Regions from separate parts of the Mus musculus genome. Here regions 1 and 2 are each linked to region 3. The links are chromatin contacts, called in public HiChIP or PLAC-seq maps. All regions are on one chromosome and are shown on one strand. Each heading gives the region's core, a stretch centred on a gene start, on an enhancer-like site or on the middle of the called end of the contact. The rest is flanking DNA. Distances are from core to core; before and after follow the strand shown.

The links. HiChIP or PLAC-seq counts read pairs in DNA pulled down with a chosen protein or histone mark.
Region 1: an H3K27ac HiChIP or PLAC-seq map of heart atrium shows a contact between it and region 3, with 5 read pairs. The contact joins the enhancer-like site here to the promoter of 5430425K12Rik in region 3. A contact is called at or near these places in 2 of 484 Hi-C or Micro-C datasets (nephron progenitors and uterus) and 3 of 115 datasets of contacts at active chromatin or transcription factors (heart atrium, microglia and pancreatic cancer cells).
Region 2: a contact with region 3 is called in an H3K27ac HiChIP or PLAC-seq map of heart atrium, with 5 times the contacts expected there. The contact joins the enhancer-like site here to the promoter of 5430425K12Rik in region 3. A contact is called at or near these places in 1 of 39 promoter capture datasets (the 3T3-L1 cell line), 10 of 484 Hi-C or Micro-C datasets (Sertoli cells, bone marrow-derived macrophages, brown adipocytes and 4 more) and 5 of 115 datasets of contacts at active chromatin or transcription factors (PVALB interneurons, astrocytes, fibro-adipogenic progenitors and 2 more).

What each region holds. Positions count from the first base shown.
Region 1 is chr13:81,107,779-81,110,478 of GRCm38.p6, forward strand. All of the region lies in intron 87 of Adgrv1 (adhesion G protein-coupled receptor V1), which reads right to left. All of the region lies in intron 2 of Gm32639 (a long non-coding RNA gene), which reads left to right. Among named protein-coding and RNA genes, the nearest start is that of Gm32639, 5.4 kb to the left of the region's middle. Within about 2 kb of position 1,318, at least 21 of the 459 cell types and tissues checked have an H3K27ac peak or open chromatin away from gene starts, as enhancers often do. A contact at or near this core is called in heart atrium and uterus, where this site is marked.
Region 2 is chr13:81,154,098-81,156,797 of GRCm38.p6, forward strand. Adgrv1 (adhesion G protein-coupled receptor V1) reads right to left here. Exons shown (of 90, transcript NM_054053.4): 87 at 1,058-1,179. Among named protein-coding and RNA genes, the nearest start is that of Gm32639, 52 kb to the left of the region's middle. Within about 2 kb of position 1,449, at least 10 of the 459 cell types and tissues checked have an H3K27ac peak or open chromatin away from gene starts, as enhancers often do. A contact at or near this core is called in bone marrow-derived macrophages and heart atrium, where this site is marked.
Region 3 is chr13:80,939,020-80,941,719 of GRCm38.p6, forward strand. 5430425K12Rik (RIKEN cDNA 5430425K12 gene) reads left to right here and starts at 1,384. Exons shown (of 5, transcript NR_103550.1): 1 at 1,384-1,635; 2 at 2,187-2,278.

The DNA.
Region 1 (2,700 bases), core at 68-2,567, 170 kb after region 3:
CATTACACCCTTCTTCCTTCATGTTTTCCACACGTGCTGTACTTACTGTAAGACTACTGTTCAAAGCCTAGTGATTCTGACAATTTCATTTAGACAATAAGATACCTTAAATTGTGTTTTTTTTTAAATATTTCTTGGTGTTTAAAATTTGAATGCATATAAGAATTTGTCACTAAAATTTTGAATCCACAAAGATAAAAATAAAGATACTCAGCTAATTAAAGAATAAATAGAATTAATGTAAAAGTTTTTCTGAAAACATCAACAAGTGTCAGCATTTGTAAAATGTGCTGTCCCCATGGTTCCCATCATCTCTCGAGTATTGAAGCAATTGGAACTGTACCAGCTGTACAACTGTACCCGAACTGTCTACACTTCTTAGCAATCACCACAGCCCCCCCCCCCCAGTCAGAATTAGCTTTTACATACAGGACCTGAGAGGACAAGGTGCTATGCTATACATGGCTGTCTTTGGAGGCGTGTGAGAGTCTAGACTCTTCTCTTTCTACTAGGGTGACACCTTTTCAGCTGGTCTCTATAACTAAGAGCATTTAAAAAGCAGTGGTGTGCATGCTAAACACACAAAAACAAAACAAAACTCCTCATTGTTGTACTTGTCACATCAGAGCAAGCAGAAACACACATTTCCCTTTGATTCAGGCTTGTCTGTTTTTGGAGAGCATATTAATATTCCAAAAGATGTAGGCCCAGTGAATTGGTTTCAAGTACAAATGATAGTGTGCACATTAATAGAAACAAAGTCTTCCTGAAAACACCCATGCTCATCCAACATTTTTTCTTATACAACTAACTTTTCACATGACTGTGACCTAATTACATTGGCCACAGCAATAGACAAAACAGGAAAAAAATTAAAGTGTCAGCCTTAAATGTTGTGCAATGTTCCTGATTTATTTCGAGGTCACTGGAAGTGTTGAGATGTGTCAGGTTAAAAGCTGGATAAGGAAACAAACCTCATGCTTTAAAACCCATCTCTGAAGACCATCTGTTAAAGCTCTGCAGCCTCTCCTGCTTGTTTTCATATCGAGCCTTTCATGCGCCAGGAAATGTTCTGCCTGCTGAACATAGCTACACTCAAAAACTGCATTGTTTTTGTTCTTAAAAGCATAGAAGTACATGGCAAATATTTTGAGACTTTTAGATGTGCTCCAGGAAACACAAACATGGTTAAAATAAAAAGGAAAGAATGTTTAAATGCAGATTATGCTTAAATTGACTCTTGCTTGGTCTCGGCCAAGCTGTGCAAATATAGAAAGGGGGCCTGCATTATCCAAAGTATTCAGCTGTGGAGGTTTCTGACCTCAGAGGAAAAACAAGTTCCCCTTCCAAGTACTGCACGCTGTGTGCAGGGTCCCACTACAGTGTTGTGTGCAGCAATTTCAACAAAGCACCTGGATTCTCCGTTTGTAGAATGTTGCGGTCACAGTCTACACTGCCGGGCCCTGGGATGCATGGATAAAGGAGCATGATTCCTGCTCTCAGACTGCTCACAAATAAAACAATATTTGACCCCCACCAAGCATCAGGTTCATAAACACCAGCTATCTATACTTCCTGTCATTTACAGATGGCAGGTTTACAGGGAAGCTAATTGTGTCTATGAGTTGCTGTTTTGATTATTTTCATGGTCCTTCTATAATCATGAAAATGCTTTTAAGAGTCTTTAACTTATTTACAGTTGGATTGACTATAAAATTAAGATCCATTCTGTATTTCTTTTGACCCAGGAATAAAAACTTATTAATCAATGTTCTGTGAGCCACAAAGGAAATCATCCATAGTTTAAAGGATTACATATGCTCATTACTCTCTTTTTAAAGAATTATTTATTATTAGTTTATTATTATTTGTTTTCATTTGTTATTATTTATTTCCTTACATGATTTTCTTTGCATCAAGTGCATGCAGAAACCCACAGAGGCGCTTGAATCCCTTAGAACTGGAGTCACAGGGGTTTGAGTTGCCTTGTGGGTGGTAGGGAGCAAACGCAGGTTTAACTACTGAGACAGGTCTCTAGTGTGTTCAGCGTGAAGCAAGCAAAGGGAGTTCAGCTGTTCGCTCCATCATGTCTGTCAGTCCCGAGCTTCAGTTCACATGTTTAACAAGAAGTGACAAGACAGAACTGGCTAAGACAGGAAGTGGAACGTGGCTTGGCTGTGTTGGACTCTCTTCTGAGATCTTTCTCCAATTTCATCAAGCTATAAAGGATCCTGGCTGAGTGACACTTCAGGCTTCCATGTAGAGCCCTGCAACTCTCCTGCCTCCAGAGATAGGGCAGGACAAGGTGGCATCATCAGAATTAAGTTCTCTTAATCTCAAACATTTGTTGTTTTTTTGGTTGGTTGGTTGGTTGGTTTTTCGAGACAGGGTTTCTCTGTATAGCCCTGGCTGTCCTCGAACTCACTTTGTAGACCAGGCAGGCCTCGAACTCAGAAATCTGCCTGCCTCTGCCTCCCGAGTGCTGGGATTAAAGGCATGCCCCACCACGCCCAGCTAGCATTTGGTATTTTAAGGAAATCTATTCAATCGCAAGTTCTTAGAAAGAGGAAATGCTCAGTGCTCTTAGTTACGTTTTGTTTGTTTGTTTATAATATAGTCTCTGACTCAAAGACAGAACTCAAGAAGTAATTAATAAACCAGAGACCACAATTCTAAACTGTTATCAGCAGGCAAGTGTGA
Region 2 (2,700 bases), core at 199-2,698, 220 kb after region 3:
ATAGCTGATGGTTTACTCATTTCAATCATTGGTCCTACAGGGGTGTGGCGGTCTTCTCTAGGTATTGACAGTACCAGTGTACTTCCACTGTGCCTACGCAGAGGTGCCCATGTACTCTCTAGATTCAAACTTTTAGGTCACTTTGTGGCTTCCCCTTCCTAACCAGATAATGTACTTTGATCAAATGTCATCATGTACCTTGTATTCTGATTAAAGAAAGTGTCTCCCCCTCCTCTTCTCTTCTGCTTTTAAGACTAAGTAGTGACCCATAGACCTCCTGTGTGCTATGTAAATGCTCTACCACTGAATCATATCTCAGCTGCATGATTCTCAGCATATGTATTTATGCACATATCCATTTTATAAGACAGTGAACAAATAATGACTATGTAAAAGCAGTTTGGGTAATTTTATTGAACTATTTTAGTCTGGCTTTTTTTTTTCATGTTGGAAAATAAGAAAAAAAGTGTTCATTTGTTTCATTTGATAATTTTAGAATGCAACATCTTCCCATTTCACAAAAGCTCTGAAAGTCAGTTTTCATTTTTTTTGCTATAGCTATAGCCCTCAGTTATAAAACTTAAACGTATTTTTAAAATTAATTTAAACTTGCCATTATTGGACTTGAGTAGGGGTCAAATATAACTTTTAGTCACTGAAATTTTCTTATATCTAAACATTAAGAGGAAATTGCTTAACCATCAATTCACTGTTCAATTGAACTAATGTGTAGATACACATGCCCCATGTATTTGGATTATTTCTCCATCGTTACCGTCTGATTAAAAACTATCCATAAAGAAACACAGTTTTGCAGTTACTCAATATTGCTGAAAATAAACTAGTAAATACTTTCCATTTTTATGTGTACATGATAAGAAAGTTGTAATTTCTGCCACATTCAAATGTTAAATATTTAACTCCTACCATATTACTCTAAAATGTTGTATGCCATTGTGCACACAAACTCAACTTTATGTAGACTCTTACGTTTTGAACATTGACACTTGGTGCTTTGCATTCATTAAATGTGTATTGCCTGTAAGGCTTGGCTTACCTGCAGACTATTGAAAATGACAAAGAGAACCAACATCCAGAAGTGTCTGTAGGCCATATGCAGTCCTCCCCAAAGCCACGTCATAGAAATCAGGGCGAAGAGATATAAAATCAGAGGAATTTCTGAAAATCACAAAGACAAGGAAATATGTTCAGAATATCGCATGATTAATCACATGTAAACACAGTATTAGTTTGGTCTCCTTCTCAGGGAAGATGGTCTATACCCTAATACCCATCCAGGAAACAACCTTTGAAATCCTTCCTTTTCTTGTGTGGAGGAGGGAAGGCATTGTGCAGAGCCACAGTTCCAGGTTTTCAAATGGGTCTGCTTGCCACTTGGGGAAGGAGAAGGAAGACATTTGTCCCTGCCTAGGCTACCACCTGCTGGACTGTGTGGGAAGTAACAGGAACAAACACAAAGATTCCCAAATTTCTTGAGGTAGCCCTGTGCTCTCCAGTAAGCATACTCCAACATGGCATTAAAATCATGACATTTAAAGTTCTTTGTGTGATACTCAGCTTTTATTTCCTTGAGAAGATAACAAAATGTATTGTGACTGTTCCAAGTGGAGATGAAGTGACTGACTCAGTTGCCATCAGGGGACGTGTTTTCTACCCATCATGCTCTTGTGCAGTTGTCCTGATGGTTTCCATACTAAGTACCCTGCACAATGGGTCCATTGTGCCACTGGAGCTATAAATTGATTTTTATTATTTTTTTGTGTATGTGTGTTTGCCTGCATGTTTTGTATGACCTGCTGAAGCCAGAAGAGGGTGTCAGATGCTTTGAAACTGGAGTTACAGACAGTGGTGAGTCAACTGGTGTATGCTGGGAATTGAACCCGGGTCCCCTGAAAGGGCAGCAGTGCTCTCAACCACAGAGCTATCTCTCTCTTCAGCTTCTCTAACAGTGATTCTGGGTCACAGGACCATGGTCATTTCCACTTGTCTCTGATTTAGTGAGGGAGTGTTATTAGAGTTTTCAGATGTCTTTACAGAAGAGATTTTAATAGTGATACCACAATCTACGTGTACTTTAGAAAATGAATGAAGTCGTAAAGCAGCCATACATAAATATATTTTCATGATATTGAAATGCATGGGGATAGACTAGCACAGGAACCCCCAGGGCAGTCCTGATCATCCATGAACAGCACTTAAAAATCCTCACACACTCTGGGGATTTGAATAGTTAAATACGACTTCAGCAATTAAAATTTTTTATTTTGCTCTGAAACAACTGCAAACATGCACATTAGATGTAATGTCGGTATGGCTACAGGACTTTGTGGTCTTAAAAATTTATCTGGAAGTTGTCAACTGCATCTTCTTTACTCTGTAAATACTACATTTTGTATTTTCTACAAAGATATTTTCTTTTATAGACAGTTTCAAAAATGAAGAAAGCAACACAGAAACACCCTCAAGTTCCGTTTGGTTATTATTTTTAAATTTTAATTTATTATTTGTGTGTGAATGAATTTTTTGTGTGTATGTATGTATGTATGTATTATATATGTATGGTATGTAGGATGTATGTGTATGTTTGTATGTATGTATGTACATATGTATTGAATATAGTATGTATGTATGTGTATATGTATGCATGCATTTTGCTTGTGTGCCTGAGTGAGGGCAACT
Region 3 (2,700 bases), core at 134-2,633:
GAAGGGGGAGGACCTCTACTGTTCACATTTCCATCTGGGAATGAAGGAATGCCCTGTAGGAGCAAATGCAGAGAGGCATCAAGGAAATGCAGGAGATGCGAATTTCTGAAGGGCTTTTCAGTTCTCATGGCAATGTCTGTTTCTCCCTGATGGCCAGCCTTTGCCTGGTTTGACCTGGCTGTGCCAGATCTAGCTGCTATGAGTTCTGCTGCTGCTGCTGCTGCTGGCTCTGCACCCCCCCCCCCTGCCCCGCTCCCAACTGGTCCTTTAGGCACTCCTTTCCATGTGTCAGATGAGGACTCCTTTCCCATTAGCTTGCCATCCACAGGCAGTGCAGTCCAGCCCAGACAGCTGCCTTTGGCTTTGAAAACTGCCTGGCTCACTTCCCCACCAGTCTGTGAAGGAGTCCAACATGCCACTTGATGTCACATGTGTTGCAGGTGTTGTGGATGAAATTGCTACAGGAGCTGGATGTAAATGATGTCATTGGGCAAGACGGGACTTGGCATGCCCACGTTTGTCCAAATGCTGTTCATATCTCCCAGCGAAAAGATGTTGTAAATAAAGAGAACAAGCACAAACTGATCTTAAAGACTGAGCATAAACAAGAGCTGTCCTGGGCACTATGGAAAAGCTTGCAGTTCTCATAGTAAGACTACCCTTGTGTTAGAAACCTGTTGTGCAGACTGAGGAAGTGAAGGCTCAGACAGGTTCAGAGACTTATGCAAGGTCCCACAACTCCACAGATCCCTTTATTCTCTCTCTCTCTCTCTCTCTCTCTCTCTCTCTCTCTCTCACACACACACACACACACACACACTCATAACACACTCACACCTGTATACTGACTCACACACACACTCACACACATTTACACTCATTCATAAATACACACACACACACACACACACACACACTCATAACACACTCACACCTGTATACTGACTCACACACACACTCCCACACATTTACACTCATACATAAATACACACACACACACACACACACACACACACACACACTACTGAGGACAGCAGCCAAGGCCCTGCATATACTAAGCATAGGACTATATAAACAGTTACAGATTACTGTTTATCTTGAATCTGAACACAAATCAACGTGTTCTTTAAACTTTGGACTGGTTTACAGCAGGAACCATGAGATATTAGCATTGTACTAAGATTTCTGATTCCAGGCTGATTATCAGTTTTCTAGGAGTCAAACAAACATAGGGCATTTAGCCTGGGCCTATGAAGTCATGTTCATAAACATGCTATCAATCTAAATACATTGGCTTGAAAGGAAGCAGCAAAGCAATACTAACATAAAGGTCATCAGATAAAAATGTGGTTAAATATATGTGCATTCCCAGAACTACACTAGGGAGAAGATGGGGGAAAGTATGCCTGTTTTTGTGACTTGTTGGTAACTGCCGAGTTCTTTTCCTTGGGACTAAAAACAATTTACAGCATTGCCAACAGCATTCAGTACATTCAGAACAGGATCATTTCACCCAGAGCTGACCGAAGGCCTTGCTCGGGACAGCATCGAGGACGGCTGTCCAGCAGACAGGGGAGTATGCCAGGTTCAGCAAGTGAAAAGCCAAGCAGGGCCATTTTAAGCAACACAGCTTATGTAAGTGAGAGCTAACTGTCTCACTGGAAGTGGGTCAGACAGGAGCTGGGAGAACTGGGGTCCTTATGACCCCAGTGAAACCTACAGATAGCTTTCCTTTGCATCTCTTAGAATGTGACTAGTTATGAAACAATGTCAGAGTTCAGTTCAGGCCTCTGTATTTCCCACCCTCTTCTTGTTTCCAAATGGTTTTCTTTCTCCCTTTCTTCATTGGAATATGCTAAGCTAAGCGAGGCACACATCATTTGATAGAGTTTGATAATGTGACTGCTGGGAACAGGGAAAAAAGGTAGGGGATAAAGAAAGATCCTTTTTGCGGCTCACAGCTGTGATTCAGTTCTGACTCAAGAGGAAGTGTGCCACCTACTGACTCCCAGAAACCACTTCCGGTGGCTGTTTGGTTTATTCTGGAGGCATCAGGCCAGGCCAGGGACTGCCCTGCCCTGACCCTTGCCTGGCTCTCCAGAGCCAAGGCGTTCACAGCTTGAGTTGGTTTGGCCTAAGACTCTTGAGAACATTACAGATTAAATTTCAAGTGTTTCGTTTCCTAGCAAAGAGTCTTTAGCAACATAAAAACGAGCATGTGTTATTTGCAAACCATCTGAACCATTACTCAACCTGAATGTTCCTAAGTTTTTGCAAGGTATGTATTCTGGATGACCGCTCTCCAGCGATCTGAATGTAATTAGTTTTTCCTGTGGGCAGCTCGGGCAGTCTGTAGGGTGGCACTAGCTGCATGAGTCTTCATGGGAGCCCTTTAATCGGTGAAGCAACACTGGACTTGTTCTCATGGGTCCCTGTGTCTGAGCAAGTGCTCAGCCTATGTATGCAGATGGGTTGGGGGAAGTGGTGTGTGGCAGCCACACAGTGTTGCCCTCATACCAGAACTGTACTCTGCCCTCTAGAAATGGGGCCCTGGCTGACCACTGGAGCTCACTTTGGAGTCAACTTTTCTTGAAGGAGCCCCCAAGTACCTTCTTTAATGTAGGGACATATAGAAGAAGGAAAGCGGGTGGGGGGGGGGGCGATGGAGGTAGCCTCAACATTACTTTTTGCTGTATTGGC